Linked DNA regions of Mus musculus: all the other regions are linked to region 3. Evidence: chromatin contacts called from public HiChIP or PLAC-seq and promoter capture Hi-C data. All regions are on one chromosome and are shown on one strand. Each heading gives the region's core, a stretch centred on a gene start, on an enhancer-like site or on the middle of the called end of the contact. The rest is flanking DNA. Distances are from core to core; before and after follow the strand shown. Region 1 holds the start of Skida1 (SKI/DACH domain containing 1). Region 2 has its middle 210 kb from the start of Arl5b. Region 3 holds the start of Plxdc2 (plexin domain containing 2). Region 4 overlaps Nebl (nebulette). Region 5 overlaps Nebl (nebulette).

The links. Promoter capture Hi-C pulls out the DNA fragments that hold promoters and counts their contacts. HiChIP or PLAC-seq counts read pairs in DNA pulled down with a chosen protein or histone mark.
Region 1: a contact with region 3 is called in a promoter capture Hi-C map of second pharyngeal arch cranial neural crest. The contact joins the promoter of Skida1 here to the promoter of Plxdc2 in region 3. A contact is called at or near these places in 5 of 39 promoter capture datasets (cranial neural crest, frontonasal cranial neural crest, maxillary cranial neural crest and 2 more), 2 of 484 Hi-C or Micro-C datasets (both in embryonic stem cells) and 1 of 115 datasets of contacts at active chromatin or transcription factors (astrocytes).
Region 2: a promoter capture Hi-C map of embryonic stem cells shows a contact between it and region 3, with 4 times the contacts expected there. The contact joins the enhancer-like site here to the promoter of Plxdc2 in region 3. A contact is called at or near these places in 12 of 39 promoter capture datasets (the 3T3-L1 cell line, 3T3-L1-derived adipocytes, the C10 cell line and 7 more), 1 of 15 datasets of contacts at CTCF or cohesin (pro-B cells), 2 of 484 Hi-C or Micro-C datasets (adipose-derived mesenchymal stem cells and cerebral cortex) and 8 of 115 datasets of contacts at active chromatin or transcription factors (astrocytes, embryonic forebrain, embryonic stem cells and 4 more).
Region 4: an H3K27ac HiChIP or PLAC-seq map of large pre-B cells shows a contact between it and region 3, with 8 times the contacts expected there. The contact joins the enhancer-like site here to the promoter of Plxdc2 in region 3. A contact is called at or near these places in 11 of 39 promoter capture datasets (the 3T3-L1 cell line, the C10 cell line, cranial neural crest and 6 more), 6 of 484 Hi-C or Micro-C datasets (the P5424 cell line, Th1 cells, cortical neurons and 2 more), 5 of 115 datasets of contacts at active chromatin or transcription factors (embryonic limb bud, embryonic midbrain, large pre-B cells and 2 more) and 1 of 9 other capture datasets (embryonic stem cells).
Region 5: an H3K27ac HiChIP or PLAC-seq map of DN3 thymocytes shows a contact between it and region 3, with 12 times the contacts expected there. The contact joins the enhancer-like site here to the promoter of Plxdc2 in region 3. A contact is called at or near these places in 6 of 39 promoter capture datasets (the C10 cell line, cranial neural crest, frontonasal cranial neural crest and 3 more), 1 of 15 datasets of contacts at CTCF or cohesin (pro-B cells), 3 of 484 Hi-C or Micro-C datasets (the Ba/F3 cell line, the G1E-ER4 cell line and the MNK3 cell line) and 5 of 115 datasets of contacts at active chromatin or transcription factors (DN3 thymocytes, forebrain, large pre-B cells and 2 more).

Annotation. Positions count from the first base shown.
Region 1 is chr2:18,047,006-18,049,705 of GRCm38.p6, forward strand. It overlaps Skida1 (SKI/DACH domain containing 1), which reads right to left and starts at 1,444. Exons shown (of 1, transcript NM_028317.3): 1 at 1-1,444. The coding sequence starts at 1,334.
Region 2 is chr2:15,259,508-15,262,207 of GRCm38.p6, forward strand. No RefSeq gene overlaps it. Among named protein-coding and RNA genes, the nearest start is that of Arl5b, 210 kb to the left of the region's middle. Within about 2 kb of position 1,439, at least 3 of the 459 cell types and tissues checked have an H3K27ac peak or open chromatin away from gene starts, as enhancers often do. A contact at or near this core is called in embryonic stem cells, where this site is marked.
Region 3 is chr2:16,354,939-16,357,638 of GRCm38.p6, forward strand. It overlaps Plxdc2 (plexin domain containing 2), which reads left to right and starts at 1,366. Exons shown (of 14, transcript NM_026162.6): 1 at 1,366-2,299. The coding sequence starts at 2,188.
Region 4 is chr2:17,395,086-17,397,785 of GRCm38.p6, forward strand. Nebl (nebulette) reads right to left here. Exons shown (of 26, transcript NM_001362722.1): 14 at 1,972-2,082. Among named protein-coding and RNA genes, the nearest start is that of Nebl, 66 kb to the right of the region's middle. Within about 2 kb of position 1,351, at least 18 of the 459 cell types and tissues checked have an H3K27ac peak or open chromatin away from gene starts, as enhancers often do. A contact at or near this core is called in the P5424 cell line and pre-megakaryocyte-erythroid progenitors, where this site is marked.
Region 5 is chr2:17,362,680-17,365,379 of GRCm38.p6, forward strand. All of the region lies in intron 24 of Nebl (nebulette), which reads right to left. Among named protein-coding and RNA genes, the nearest start is that of Nebl, 99 kb to the right of the region's middle. Within about 2 kb of position 1,267, at least 38 of the 459 cell types and tissues checked have an H3K27ac peak or open chromatin away from gene starts, as enhancers often do. A contact at or near this core is called in the Ba/F3 cell line, DN3 thymocytes, the G1E-ER4 cell line and 2 more, where this site is marked.

The sequences.
Region 1 (2,700 bases), core at 194-2,693, 1.7 Mb after region 3:
TCGGTGGAAGAATCCTCCTCCTCCGAGCTGATTTCACTGGAATCCGAGGCCCCGCTGCCCCCCTCTTCCTCCTCCTCCTCTTCCTCCTCCTCCTCTCCTTCCTCCTCCTCTTCCTCTGAGGACACCGAGTTGCTGGAGCTGGACAAACTGGAGCCAAAATCCGAGTCATTGGCTGCATGGTCGGAGTAGGAGCTGGACTCGGAGTCGCTGCTACAACTCTCGGGAAAGCTTCCTAGATGGGGTTGCGGCCGGTGGTGATGAGAGGGGTGGTGACTCGGCGTTGGCTGCTGGGCTCGGTGGTGATGGTGATGATGATGGTGGTGATGGTGATGGTGGTGGTGGGGAGGCGGGCAGAAGCTGTTGACCAGATGAAACCTCTCCAAGCAAGTGGCCCCGGCCGCCGCCGCCGCAGCAGCAGCCGCCGCTGCTGCCGCCGCCGCCGCCTTGGCTTTGTAGGATCTGGGCAGCAGCAGCAGGCGCCGGGCTCCGGCGTGAGGCGGGAGCAGGCAGTTCTTGGCGCCCCCGCGCTTGCGCTTGCAGCGGTAAGTCAGGCTCACTGGGCCTCCCGCGCCGGTCGCCGCCTTGGGCTGAGGCCCGGCAGTCTGGTAGTAGGCGGCGGCGGCGGCGGCAGCAGCAGCGGCGGCGGCGGCGGCGGCGGCTGCAGCCGGGTGCTTGCTGCACAGCAGGCTCCGAAAATAAGCGGGGTCCGAGTGGAAGGCGACGTAGTTTCCCTGGAGCTGGGCAGTTTCATAGTTTAAAGAGGATTTGCAAGGCGAGCGAACGATCTCCGGGTAGTGGGAGCCCGGGTATTTGCTAAAAATCTGAGGTAGATGGGCGGCGGGGCGCGCGGCGGCGGCGCCCGGACGCTGGGACTGCGCGCTGATTGGCAGGGGCCGCGCGGCTCCGCTCAGGCCCCGCCAAAGTTGGTGCTTGTCCTTCCAAAAAGCCGGGCGGGGGCTGGCGGCGGCGGCGCGCTCTGGCGGCGGCGCCTTTGTGGCCAGGGCCCGACCGACTCTCCTTCGCTTGGTCTTGAGCACACGCTCGGTTTTGCAGGATGTGTAGAGCGCTTCTACGTCTTCCCGGGAGATGAGCGTGCATTTGGCCGCGTGGAAGGCGATACTGTTGATTGCTTTGAGTTTCCGCAACTCCTCCAGATCGCAGTGGTGCTTTTTCACTTTCAGATGATCCATGCGCTTGTGCACGGTCGTCCTCGGGATGTTTTTCAGCAGATCTGTGAAGACTTGGGAGAGAGCAAACATTTGCTTCCCTTTAATGATGAGGTAGCCGAGCCTCACGCCATCCACCTCTTCGAAACCTGACTTCAGGTCTCCCATCTCGGGCACTAAATGATCCCCACCATTTGCAGTAAATATATACGTGACGCATACATACACATGTATGTATGTTAATCCTCCGCCAGATGCTGCGTGTGTCTCAAGGCATCCTGCTAATAAAATAACAAAGACTGTTATTCCCGGCGAAGGGAGTGCCAAACTCTAGGCGAATTACTGGGGGGTTGGGGGGGGGGAAGAAAAACCCCAAGAAATTACACTGACTTGATTCTCGCTTTTTTTTTTTTTTTTTTTTTTTTTGGTTTTCGTTTTTTTAAAAAAGAGGGAAAAGACCATCCGGTTTCAGCTCTGCCAGTGTGTTGGTCTGAGTCCTCGATGCGGATCAGTACCTGGGCCCCGCTACTCCTTCCTTCTCCATTGGAGCACTATGATAATGGAATGTGAAGGGAGAAAGAGAAAAGAAATGCAGCTGCTATTCCCGCCGCTGCTTTAGCTACAAATAAAATGACAGAGTGAAGTGAGCTCGTCCGGAGACACCTTCATCAATTAATTCCCCTAAAGCCAACGCTGATTGGACACTCCTGACAGGTGATGCAATAAAAATTGATATTCCACCCCTTCCCCCCAAAATCTCCTACTAATTAGCATACCCTTATACTGCCACCTCCCCTCCCAAAGTAAATAATACAGCCGGTATATAAATCTTTCCATTAAACTATCGGAGCTCAGAAACAGCCTGACTCACAGACTTCATCAGAAGCAGTGTATGTACGAGAGAGAGAGAGAGAGAGAGAGAGAGAGAGAGAGAGAGAGAGAGAGAGAGAGAGAGAGAGAACCGTATATTCCCCTTTAAAGAAATACTGCCTATTTTTGCTTTATTTGCATTTTACCGATACAGCTATTATCGTTTCAAAGGAAAGCATTTAAAAAACATTATCAAGCTCAAATAGATATACCCCACCCTTCTTTTCTTTGGAAAATGAAGCTTAAGGGAAAACGTGCAGAATAGCCTGGTATTTCCCTTCTGGGAGTGGAGGAGACTGGCTGGGAGCTCTAAAGTTAAACCCTGAGGTGACCCAGCCCAGTACAGACTTACGTTGGCAATTTCTCTCGAGTCCCCCCACCCCCCATGCCTTTTACAACCAGAAACAAAGTTATTTGACCAAGAAAGCAGTTCGAGGCTCCACCTCAGGAACATGTAACAATTCAATTGGATTTCGCTTCTTTGCTGAGGAGTGGGGCAGGGGGAAGGTAGTTTCTCGTCAGGCCCATAACAAAGCACAGATAAGCCAGAGATGAGTACACTTTTCACCATTAACTAGCCTGGAGTAGAGGTGAGGTCATTCTAGAGTGCCCAGCACCGGCCTGAGCTGGAAGCTTGTCCACAGGTCCGAATTCCAGGGAGCAG
Region 2 (2,700 bases), core at 189-2,688, 1.1 Mb before region 3:
CTTAAAGCACTAGAGTAGATCCTTCATGTATGTTTGTATGTGTGTCTGCTTTATGTTATGTATGAATATATGTATGCATGTTTATTTGTATTGAACTTTTCAGTTATGATTTTGCTAGAGTCCAAACTGGTTGAACGAATGTTGCCCTTGTCTCAGCCATCTGAATGCTGGGATTACTGATATGAACTGTCACATCTGGCTTTGTAGTTTTATTCTGTATCATCCAATGGATTTGTGTTGACTGTCTTAGTTTTTATCATACCTTGAAGCAAAATTTTGGGTTTCATTAAGAAGTGAGTTATTCCTGGGCATCATGGTATAGTGTACAGCTTTGATCCTAGCATTCAGGAGGCAGAGGAAGATGGATCTATGTGAGCTTGAGGACAGCCTCATCTACATAGTGAATTCCAGGCCAGCAGCCAAGGCTAATGAGACCGAGTCTCAAAAAATAAAAACTAAATAAAAATAAAGAGTAGGTTATGATGTAAAAGCAGGGTAGGATTTAAGTTTTTCCACAATGCATTGGGAATGAAACATCGTCATCATTATCAACAACAATACAACAATAACAACAATAAAAAGTAAAGATATTTGCTAGAGATATTGGCTGGAAAAAGAGATTGAAATTTCTTAAGGAAATTTGTGAAGGAAAATCACGTTATTGAGATGTGACTGACACACACAAAGATTTGCTTGTTTGTGTGTGTGTAGTATGAATTTAGAGACACTAAATATACTCCTCTGAGACTATTACCATACTCAATGAACTTAACTATAACTCCCTGCCTTCTTCCCTCCCCTCCTCTCCCCTCCCCTCCCCTTCTCTCCCTCTCCCCTTTACTTCTTCTTGTGTCTTCTCTCTTCTCTCTCTTTCTCTCACTCCCCCTTTCTTCTGGGGGAGAACATTTATGATCAACATTTTGAGCACAATTCTAAACATATACTGTGTTTTTGTTAACTTTAGGCACAGTTCTGGAAGCAGGCCTCTAGGATTTCCTGGGTTGTAGAATCTTGGTGCTGATGTTATAGTTAAAACAAAACAAGACAAGACCAAACCAAACCAAACCAAACCAAACCAAACCAAACCAAACCAAACCAAACCAAACCTAGAACAGGAATCTGCCTCTAGGTGGAGACATACCCTTATCTCCCTCCTTCAGAGTCATCCAGGGACAGATCAGGGAGTTCAGGGATTTGCTCCTAGGAACAGAGTACTTCCTTTCCTTGAACTTCTGCCCTTCCTGTAGTTCCTACAAGCTACCAAGAAAGGTGTAGCTATTCCTTGTTCTCTTCTGCCCTTTGGTTTTTCAGAGATTGCTTTTTAAAATCCGTAGTTTAAGACTAGGATTCATTAGTCTTTTTCTGAAGTTTCCCTCCCTGCCACAGGGACCCTACAGAGACTTCCTGATTTTCCTCTAAATGTCTCCTCTACAGTCATGCACGCGCCCTGTTGTCAGGCACCACCCCCCAACCCTGTTTGTGTGTGGTCTTAAATTCTCTTATTAAGGAGACTAAGAACCGCAAAGAATGGACTCTGATTTCCCTTGTGGTATATGATGGCTCTGCTGAGACTTTCTTAGATTTTTGGTAACATTTCTTTTCTGCCTTTTAAATCTTTAATTGGCAGAGAAAAGGAAATGGGTTCCTGAACCTGTAGCTGGCCTCACCTTGACAAGCAGGTTTCCCTCCTCCCTGCCTCCCACAGAAACAGTGGCTCTGTTCTCTGCTTTCACAGCAGTGGGCTCACGGAGCTTGCATACTTCTGCATTTGTCAGTTGTCCTCCAGGCTTTTCTGTGTTGTTATAGACAGCTTGAAAAACCGAATATTAACTATTAATTATTCCATCCTATATGTAGGTGTGCCACCTTTCCTTATTCATCCATCCACCATGAATATTATGATTGCTTCAGCATTTTGACCACCATGAATTATGCTGTACCCAACAGCTTCTTTAAGAGATCTTGATTTCAGTCCCCTTAAATACATCTGTAGATATACACAGTCCCAATCGTAGTTCTATTTTTTACATGTTTCTTTTTAGAAAACTCTTTACTGTTTATGTTTTCCACATACACTGACATTTCCATCCACACAGAGAGTCTTTTCTCCATATTTTTTTATCAGCAGTGGCTCTTTTCCCCCTGTTTGGCTAACACCCATCATAGCTGTGAGGTGCTGTCTCTCTGTAGATGTGAATAGAATTCCTAGATGCTTGTGTGGTGGATTTCATGTACCTGCTGGGCATTTGTATATCTTTTTTGAAATGTCTTCTCAGATTTTTTTGTTTTTTTCTTTTGTTTGTGTTTTGGGTGTTTTTTTTTTTTTTTTTTTTTTTTTTTTTTTTTTTTGAGACAGGGTTTCTCTGTGTAGCCCTGGCTGTCCTGGAACTCACTCTGTAGACCAGGCTGGCCTCGGACTCAGAAATCTGCCTACCTCTGCCTCCCAAGTGCTGGGATTAAAGTCACCACTGTGTATTTTTAAACACAGATTACTTGTTTCTTGCTGTTAGTTTGCCTGTATATTCAGAGTGGCAGCCCCTTTGAACGTGTACAATTTGTGAGTATGTTTCTCTCTTTCCATTGGCCACTTGTTGCCTGCTTGTTGTAAGCCAGCACTTTACAGTTTGATTGTTTTAGAGCCAGTGTTGCTTGTGCTTCTGGGACAGCCTCTAAGAAATACAGTCAAGTTCAACGTTTTTT
Region 3 (2,700 bases), core at 116-2,615:
AATAGAGAAACGAGTCTTATTTTAGAGAAAACAGGCTTGTTAATGTTTTCAGTGGAAAGGCAAAAATTTCTGTATCGAATTTTGCAGTAATCTTGGCCCACTTCCAGTGGGTTTTGCTAGATGTTGAGATGGATTCAAAGCATACATGCATGCATTCTTCAAAGCATGGCAAGGCCAAGACAGTAACAAGCTACAGCATCGGCTGAACCCAGAACACTTTCGAATGTGTTTAAATTAGCTCTCCCTTTGTCTTCAAGAAAGAGCATTTCTCTTCAGGCTAGCAGATGATTTAAAAAATTAAGTTCACTTGGCTAATCCTCCTTTCTAGGACCTTCTATGAACTTCAGTATAAAATCTTCCTGATTTGATGCCTGGAGACCTGAGGCTTAAAGCTTAAATAAATTGCTCCTTGTGGAAAAAAAATTGAAGTACTAGCCCAGGCAGTGCTCCAGAACATGTATTTTTCACCAAGGATGCATTGTCTCTTTGCTTTCTATTTAGCCCCATTAAAAGATGGCTAAGTGTATGCAAATTAAATTAAATTAAATGTAAGCGGATAAGGGGCCTGGAAAGGGTTAATGCTGAAGCAGACCCTCAAGCTGAAAAAACAAAAACAAACTAGCAAGCAAAAACCCTTTAAACCCCCTATAGGAAATTCAATGGGCTTCCTGTTTCTTTAAACTCTCCCTTTCCCTCCTTCTGACACTTTACCAAACCGCGGTGGCGGCCTCAGGACCCTGCAGCCCAGAGCCACCTCCACCTCCCTCTGTGCGGGTCTGGGGTAGGAGGGGCTTTTGATGGGATGGGGGCTGGGAGTTGGGGGATGTCAGTAACCCTAGCGACTCAGGTTTGCTCCCCCGCCACCCAACGGTTGCCAGACCAGCCCTCAGTGAGGGATGAAATACTATTAACCCTTTAGTGCCCAGGCGGAAATCAGAAGATAGTGGGCGCTCCCTGGGGGGCCTCATCCCTCTCTACCCGCAGGCTGACACCCAAAAGCCACGGAAGCCTGGAGGGTGCAGGCGGCATCGGTTCCTCTGCAAAGGTCATGAACCGGGTGGGCGGATGGCGTCCGGGAGACTAGAATCTGCCACCGCCCCACTCGCACCAGTCCTCGGGTGTTTGGGGCCGCAATGGTCCTCTGGCTTTCCCCAGCCAGTCTTCTCGGGCTTCATCTGTGGGAGACTTTTCTGGCGCCCCCTCTCCCCCGAGAAAAGCTCAGCCAATGGACAGGTTGGTGCTGGCTGCGGGTTTTGGGAGGAAGGTGGGAGAAGCCTGGAGGAGAGAAGGGGAGGGAGGAGGGCGGAGGGAAGAGAGGAGGGTTCAGCGGTAGATCTAGCAAATGGCAAGCCGCCTTCCCTCCCCAAAGTGTAGAGCTGGAGCGCGGGGGAGCGCGGCGGCGCCTCCGCCACCAAACTCCTGGGGCTCCGCGGCGTTCGGAGCCACCTCCTGCCTAGCCCGGAGGGGCTCTCTTACCAGGCTGCAACCTCACTTTCCCGTTTTTCTTTTTCTTTAAAAAACACCCCCACCTCTCTTCTGCTCACAGCAGCTGGTGCATTCCCGGCTCTACTCTCCGGAGCTGCCCATCCCTCCGGCTGCGGGCGAGGACGCGCGCTCAGCCTTGGGCGAAGCAAAGAAGAAAAACTTGTCAGAGGGGTTTCTCCAGCCTCCACTAACCTCCTTCTCTCGGGAACACCAACCACCCGCCGGGGCCAGACCTAAGTCTGGGAAAGTTCCTCCGGTGCTCAGCGCCCTCTTGAATCTGGAACAGCACCGGCGCAGCCAGTGGAATTAGATCTGTTTTGAACCCAGTGGAGCGCGTCGCGGGCGCTCGGAAGTCACCGTCTGTGGGCGCCCGGGTGGCGCTGCCTGAGAGGACCCGGGAGTTTGCCGACCCTACTGCAAGTGACCTTTCCTCCCCTCACTTGGTTGATTGTGTCTCAGTTGGGGGCTGCGAGGGTGACAAGTTGCAGTGAGAGCTCCCGAAGTTCGGAGAGGGTTCAGCTGTCTCTCCTTCACTTCTGTTACCCGGAGTGAAATCCTAGCGAAACTGTCAGAGGCCTCCGGATCCCACCCAAGACTCACCAGCAGAGCTCGGCCGTGTCGCCCCATCCCCAGGGATAACCCCGGAGCCCAGGGTCTCAAGAAAAAATTCGTTGGGCAGGGGAGAGAGGTCGCGGCAGCGGCATGGCAAGGTTCCGGAGGGCCGACCTGGCCGCAGCAGGAGTTATGTTACTTTGTCACTTTTTAACAGACCGGTTCCAGTTCGCCCACGGGGAGCCTGGACACCATACCAATGGTAAGAAGTACTTTTCTCAATTGTTTTTGTGTGTGGCTGAAGATCCTTCCGGTGTCTTCGAACCTCCATCCTCATCTCACACCCACCCAAAGTATCTGCCCTTGGGAAACTTATCCTAGTTGTTTTTCTGGGAAACTTGAGTTTCTCGAATGGGGAAAGAGGTTTGCTTGATCAAAAGGTGTGGGAAACCAGGACTTCCCTGAAGCTATGATGCTTACTCCACCTGGGCGCCAGGGGGTGGTCCTGCCTAACCCCAAGTAGCCCAAAGAGGTCGGGGTGTGAGAGAGCCTGCTGCTGCGGATACCTCTCTGAATCTTGGTTACATCAGGTTGTTTCCCCTCTGGATTCTCATCCCTTGGAGCTCAGAGGCTCTTCCCTGTGCGCCGCGGAAGGGATGGATG
Region 4 (2,700 bases), core at 101-2,600, 1.0 Mb after region 3:
ATTTGACACATCTATTTAACTGCTTATTCATCTACCTGCTCACTCCATCTGGACCTGAACCTGACAAGCTGTTCCCTGTCCCTGATCCATTTTCTACTTGAGACCCACTTCTGCCTTTACACCTCTGACCTCTGCAACTTTGCTCTTAAATCTGACTTCACTTCTACAAGCATTATTACCAGCAGTTTGCTCTCTTCACTGATCTGGTTCATTTTTATCTATACAGATTCTTTCTAAGCCAACTTCTAAAACCTCTTGAACTTTGAACTCTGCTGGAGCCTCTTTTACTTGAATTCATTCTTTAACACATACACATGTATTTATTCTTTAATGTTTTATGTATGTATGTATAACTGTATATATATATATATATATATATATATATATATATATATATATACACATGTATGTATGTGTACATGTATGTATATGTTCTTACACAAAAACATGCACATACATACACAGTATGTGTGTGTGTGCTGCGTGAGCATTAACAGTAATTAAAATTAGAATTAAGAACTTTTATTCACCTTGTCCAAGCTACCAAAGTGGGTGGATTTTATTACAAATTATGGGCATTGAAACTGCTAAACTTTATGAATTTGTTATTAAATATATGGTGATATTGTGGAAAGAAACAAACATTTCCATGTATGTTTCTAATGTAGCTCACTCATGACAGCATCAGTCCTGGTAGCTAATATGGTACCTTAGTTTGGAGTAGGGAAATGTGAATGGATTTAGAACAGTGTTACAGGATTCAGTTGATAAGCAGAATCAAAGGGACATCTAAGACTTGTCTGGTTTCATTTGAAGAGGCAGAAGAGAAATTAAAGGTTCTGGTTTTGGCATGTCAGGTTGAGATCTTACTACACATGTAGACAACAGATGTTTCAATGGACATAGTCACGTCCACGTTATAAATCATACAATGCTTCTAAAGGAGCCAGGCAAAGTGTAGAAAGTAATGAAACAGAACTAGTAAGAGTAAATGAATATAAAGCAAAGAGAAGCACACAGCATTCAAGATTTACTTAAGTTTCTGTATGTACAAGATCATGTCTGTCTACATATCCTACATACAGATCTGGAAGTCTCTACAATAAACTTCTAACAATGACCATGAGTCGGGGTAGCTCCCAGAAGAGCCCCCGTGAAGCCCCACCACCAAGCCTTGAAAAGGCCAGTCATTCTCCCGAGCCTGCACCTCAGCCTTCCTCTATGTCTCTTACAAAATGCAAACACTGTCACACTCCAGTGATCGTTCACACTCTCAAAATCATTAGGAGGCTCAGGAAGCACGGTGTCTAACCTCAGCTATCTCCCTAGAACATGCAAATATGGCCTGCCCTTTACAGCTGTTATGCCCACATCTTCATGTAGATTGCCTGAAGAGGAAGTGGCACTGAACGCATGTACATGGTCAATCAAGATATATGGTGTCTTAACCCAAAGGCTGACTCTGGAAACCTCAAGCAGTAGATGTAAAGTAGGCAAAGGATGTCTTCTAAACACACAATCACACAGAACCAAAGATTATACTCAAATTAAAACCTCTAAATATGGTCTTTAGATTTCCCTCAAAACATTGTAAACACAAACATGCAAAGCAGAATATGAGCTAGCCTAGAGAAAATGTCCTACAAAAGTATTTATCATACTCTAGATTAACATGAAATGTGTTGTATTACAGCAATAATGTGTATCGGGGTGTGTGTCCCTGCGTGCATGTATGTGTGTGTTTTCTACTAAAATGGCTTTTTCTGAGCTTCCTTTGGTGCATTTAAAGGCTATGAGCAATGTGGAGACTATAAGTTTCCAAATAAACATCATAATTTGAAGTGATTTCCATTCCACACGTCAATGCCGCCCATGGAGCTTTGAGAGATCCCATGCACTCATCCAGTATTTGTGTGATCTGCTGAGTACAAACATTGGAGTTTCAAGGTCTGGGAGATCCTCACCACTCACCGCGCTGGCTATCTTGGCAGCTCTTTTGGCACGTTGTATTTCAAGGGTATCGGTGTCAATTTGCATTCCCTTGCCTTTAATTTCCAACTCCAGATCCTTTTTGTATTCTTTCTATAAAATCAACAGTCAACAGAATTTAGTCACTCTGTGGACAATATATTTTTACAGTCAATGATACCAAAACAAACAAACAAGCGAACAACGTATACATTTTTCAATGACCAAGAGAGGGCTGCGAGATGACTCAGTGGGTAAAGCACTTGTCATGTAAGCAGTAAGGTTGAAGTTTAAATCTCCCAGAAGCCATGTACACTCAAGCAGATACAACAGTGAGCTCTGGGTTCAGCAGAGACCCTCACTTAATAGAGGAGAGAGCAATCAAAAAAGATACTCAACACCAACCTCTGGCCACATGCCACACACATGCACTCACACATATATAAACACAGAGACATGAATGCACACACAACATACAATCATGTACTTATGAAGAAAGGAAAAAGGTAAGAGACCAATGTCCAACAGAATGTGATGTTTATTGCTATACATGAGCACTCAGATCTAAGTACATCGTGAAGAATACAAAATTAGACCCACGATTCTCACTGGAGATGTTTTTATACTGTGGAAAAGTCAGTCATCAAATGAGTCTTCATGGAGTGCAATCTTGGAGACTGGGAGAAAGGCAAAAGGATACAGACAGATTTGTACAATAGGAAGAAAACCAGG
Region 5 (2,700 bases), core at 17-2,516, 1.0 Mb after region 3:
TTGAGACAGAGTTTTGGTTGTGGGGTATGTGTGTGTGTGTGTGTGTGTGTGTGTGTGTGTGTGTGTAGACCTGGGTATCCTGAAACTCACTCTGAAGACCAGACTGGCCTCACACTTGGAGGTCTGCCTACATCAGTCTCCCAGGTGACTGCCACCACTGCCCAGCTCCTTGGCCAGGTCTAATTAGCGGCCATGATCCATCACAGTGTCTTCCCGAGCACAAGGTATCTGGTTCACCATTCAGAATATGATGAGTTTATTGAAGACATAATTGTATCTTTTATTTGTGTGTTCCAGTATCTCACTCATTTGGCATATGCTAGATAATACCAATAAGCTGGCAGAGTCACCTTAAGGACTGACTTAGTTGGTGTAGTGCTTTGTTGACACCTGTGGACACGTGGGTGAGAATTTCAGAAAATACTGAAACCTCTCTTACAATCTACTCTCCTTTGAAACACATAAGTGGTACTGGACACGCATCTTGGCCAGGCTGGGTTAAGTCCCACAGAACTCTGACATTTGCTTTGAGTCAAGAAAGAGGGAAAGTTCACAAGGTTGGAAAGCTGAAATGTCTGTTTTGAAAAGTGCACCTGCTTTTCATTTCCCATCACACCCCTACAGCCTTTGATTCTCCACAGAAGAAACAGAAACATGGAAAATACCTGAAGCCAAACGAACTCAGTAAGAATACCTACAATTGCAAACACATTAAAAAAGCCTCCATCGACAGTGGACTGCAAGTGAAGGGAAGCCAGTGAAACGCAAAGCAGTACCAGGAGGCAGATACTCCATGCAGACAAGAGAAATAAAGACAAGCAGAACATCAAAGGAGACCTCAGCAAAATCAACAGAGGCCATAGGCACGTGGCTACCAGACCGCACGTATGTCAGGCAAAGAGCAAGCAGAGCGCAAAACGGCAAAGCAATAAAGATGGTTTCAGCTATTCAATAATCAAAATCAAACTGGATGAAGTTTAAATAAAACCCTCCGTTACTGAATCAAAACAGCACAACAGAGACATTCAAAGAAAACCCTCTGGCAACTTAATCCACTGAAGAGCAGCCTGCCAAGCAACGCAAGCTCCAGATAATCACATAAGAGAATGAAAATATTCAGCAGGCAAAGCAAGATAGGCAACTGGTGTGAGAGACATGAAGTCCAGGAAGCAAGAAAATTCTTCTATGTTAAAGCTCATGAGAGCTGAATGCTGCGCTGCTCTTTAAGGAAACAAGATAACTATCTAACCCTTTGTCCTAAACGATCAGCATTTCCTCTCCTATGAGCCTAGCCACATAATTCTTAAAGCTGAGCAGATGGCTTTTAGAACATAAACACATTGTCAGAGGGATGAGAAAAAGAGAGGAGAGGAGTTAGCTGAAATTTATGGTCCTTAGCTAAGGAAGTATAAAATATCTGAGGATACTCCCATGCCTACAGTACTGTCTGCCAGGCACAGGAAATTGGAGCCAGTGTCAGGACCCCAGCCCCAGTATCCTGAAACACAGCATGGCTTGGCCACACATGTCCCCTCTACAGCAGATAAATGAATTATATAAAAGGACAATTTTCTAGGATACAACACATTTTAATCATATAAAAATCCCACACACCTAAATGTAAAGGAATTGAGAAAATCATCAAGGAAAAAAAAAAAAAAACAACAAAAAAAAACCACTTGAAATACATAAGACCATTTTCCTTTTTTTTTTTTTTTTTTTTTTTCTTTTTGGCCCTCTAGCAAGTGTTATGAAATGCATTTCATGCATTTCAACTTCTAGGGCCGGAGTTTAAACAAAGGTACAAGATTGACTGTTCCAGCTAAAGACACTAATTATTCCCACCAAACACTTGCTTTGCCATTACCTTAAAGTTCTGTCTTCCACTCAATCAGCGCCTCCTCACCAGAGTCCAACCCAGCATACATTTCGAAGGGATCCTACATTTCAACGCCTCCAAGAAACTATGGATGCTATCTCTTCCCTTCCTCACGGGCCTTCCTCACGGGGGAGGAGGGGGCGTGGGTGAGTGGGGGTGGGGGGAACACCCTCTGGGAATGTTTCTACTCAGGAAGTTTTCAGTTTTGCTTCAATGTCATCAAAACATCAAGACACTGAAACCAAAGGGTAAATGTTTCCTTCAAGGCCTTCTACAAGAGAAGTTTACTTCACAAGATATTTGTGTGTGTATGCGTGCATGTGTGAGAGTCTCCGGCATGGAAGCCGGGGGTCAGTGCCAAGTGTCTTCTTCCGTGGCTTTCAACTGTATTTATTGAGGCAAGAGCTCTCACTGAATCCCGGAGCTTACCAGTTAGCTAGGTTGGTTGGCCAGCAAGCCCACTGAGTCCTCCAGGCTCGGCTTCCCAGCCCTTAGTCTCCAAGCACGCATCACCACACCTGGAGGTTTTATGTGGGTGCTGGAGATCTGAGCTCAGATTCTCATACTTCATGCTTAGGTAGCAAGAACTTTACTCACTGAAAAGTCTCCCAGGCCCAGTGGTTCTTCTTTTCTGGTGCTGTTTTAGGTTATAGAAGCTTTAGGAAGCAGGGCCCCCAGGGGGAAAGTGGGTCACAGGAAGAAGCAGCTTTTGAGAGTTTTAACTGAACTCTGCTTGTGGTCCAAGCTCTCTGCTTTCTGGTTAGCCAAGAGGTGAGGAGTCATAGTTACAAGATTCTACAACCAATAATACTACCATGCCT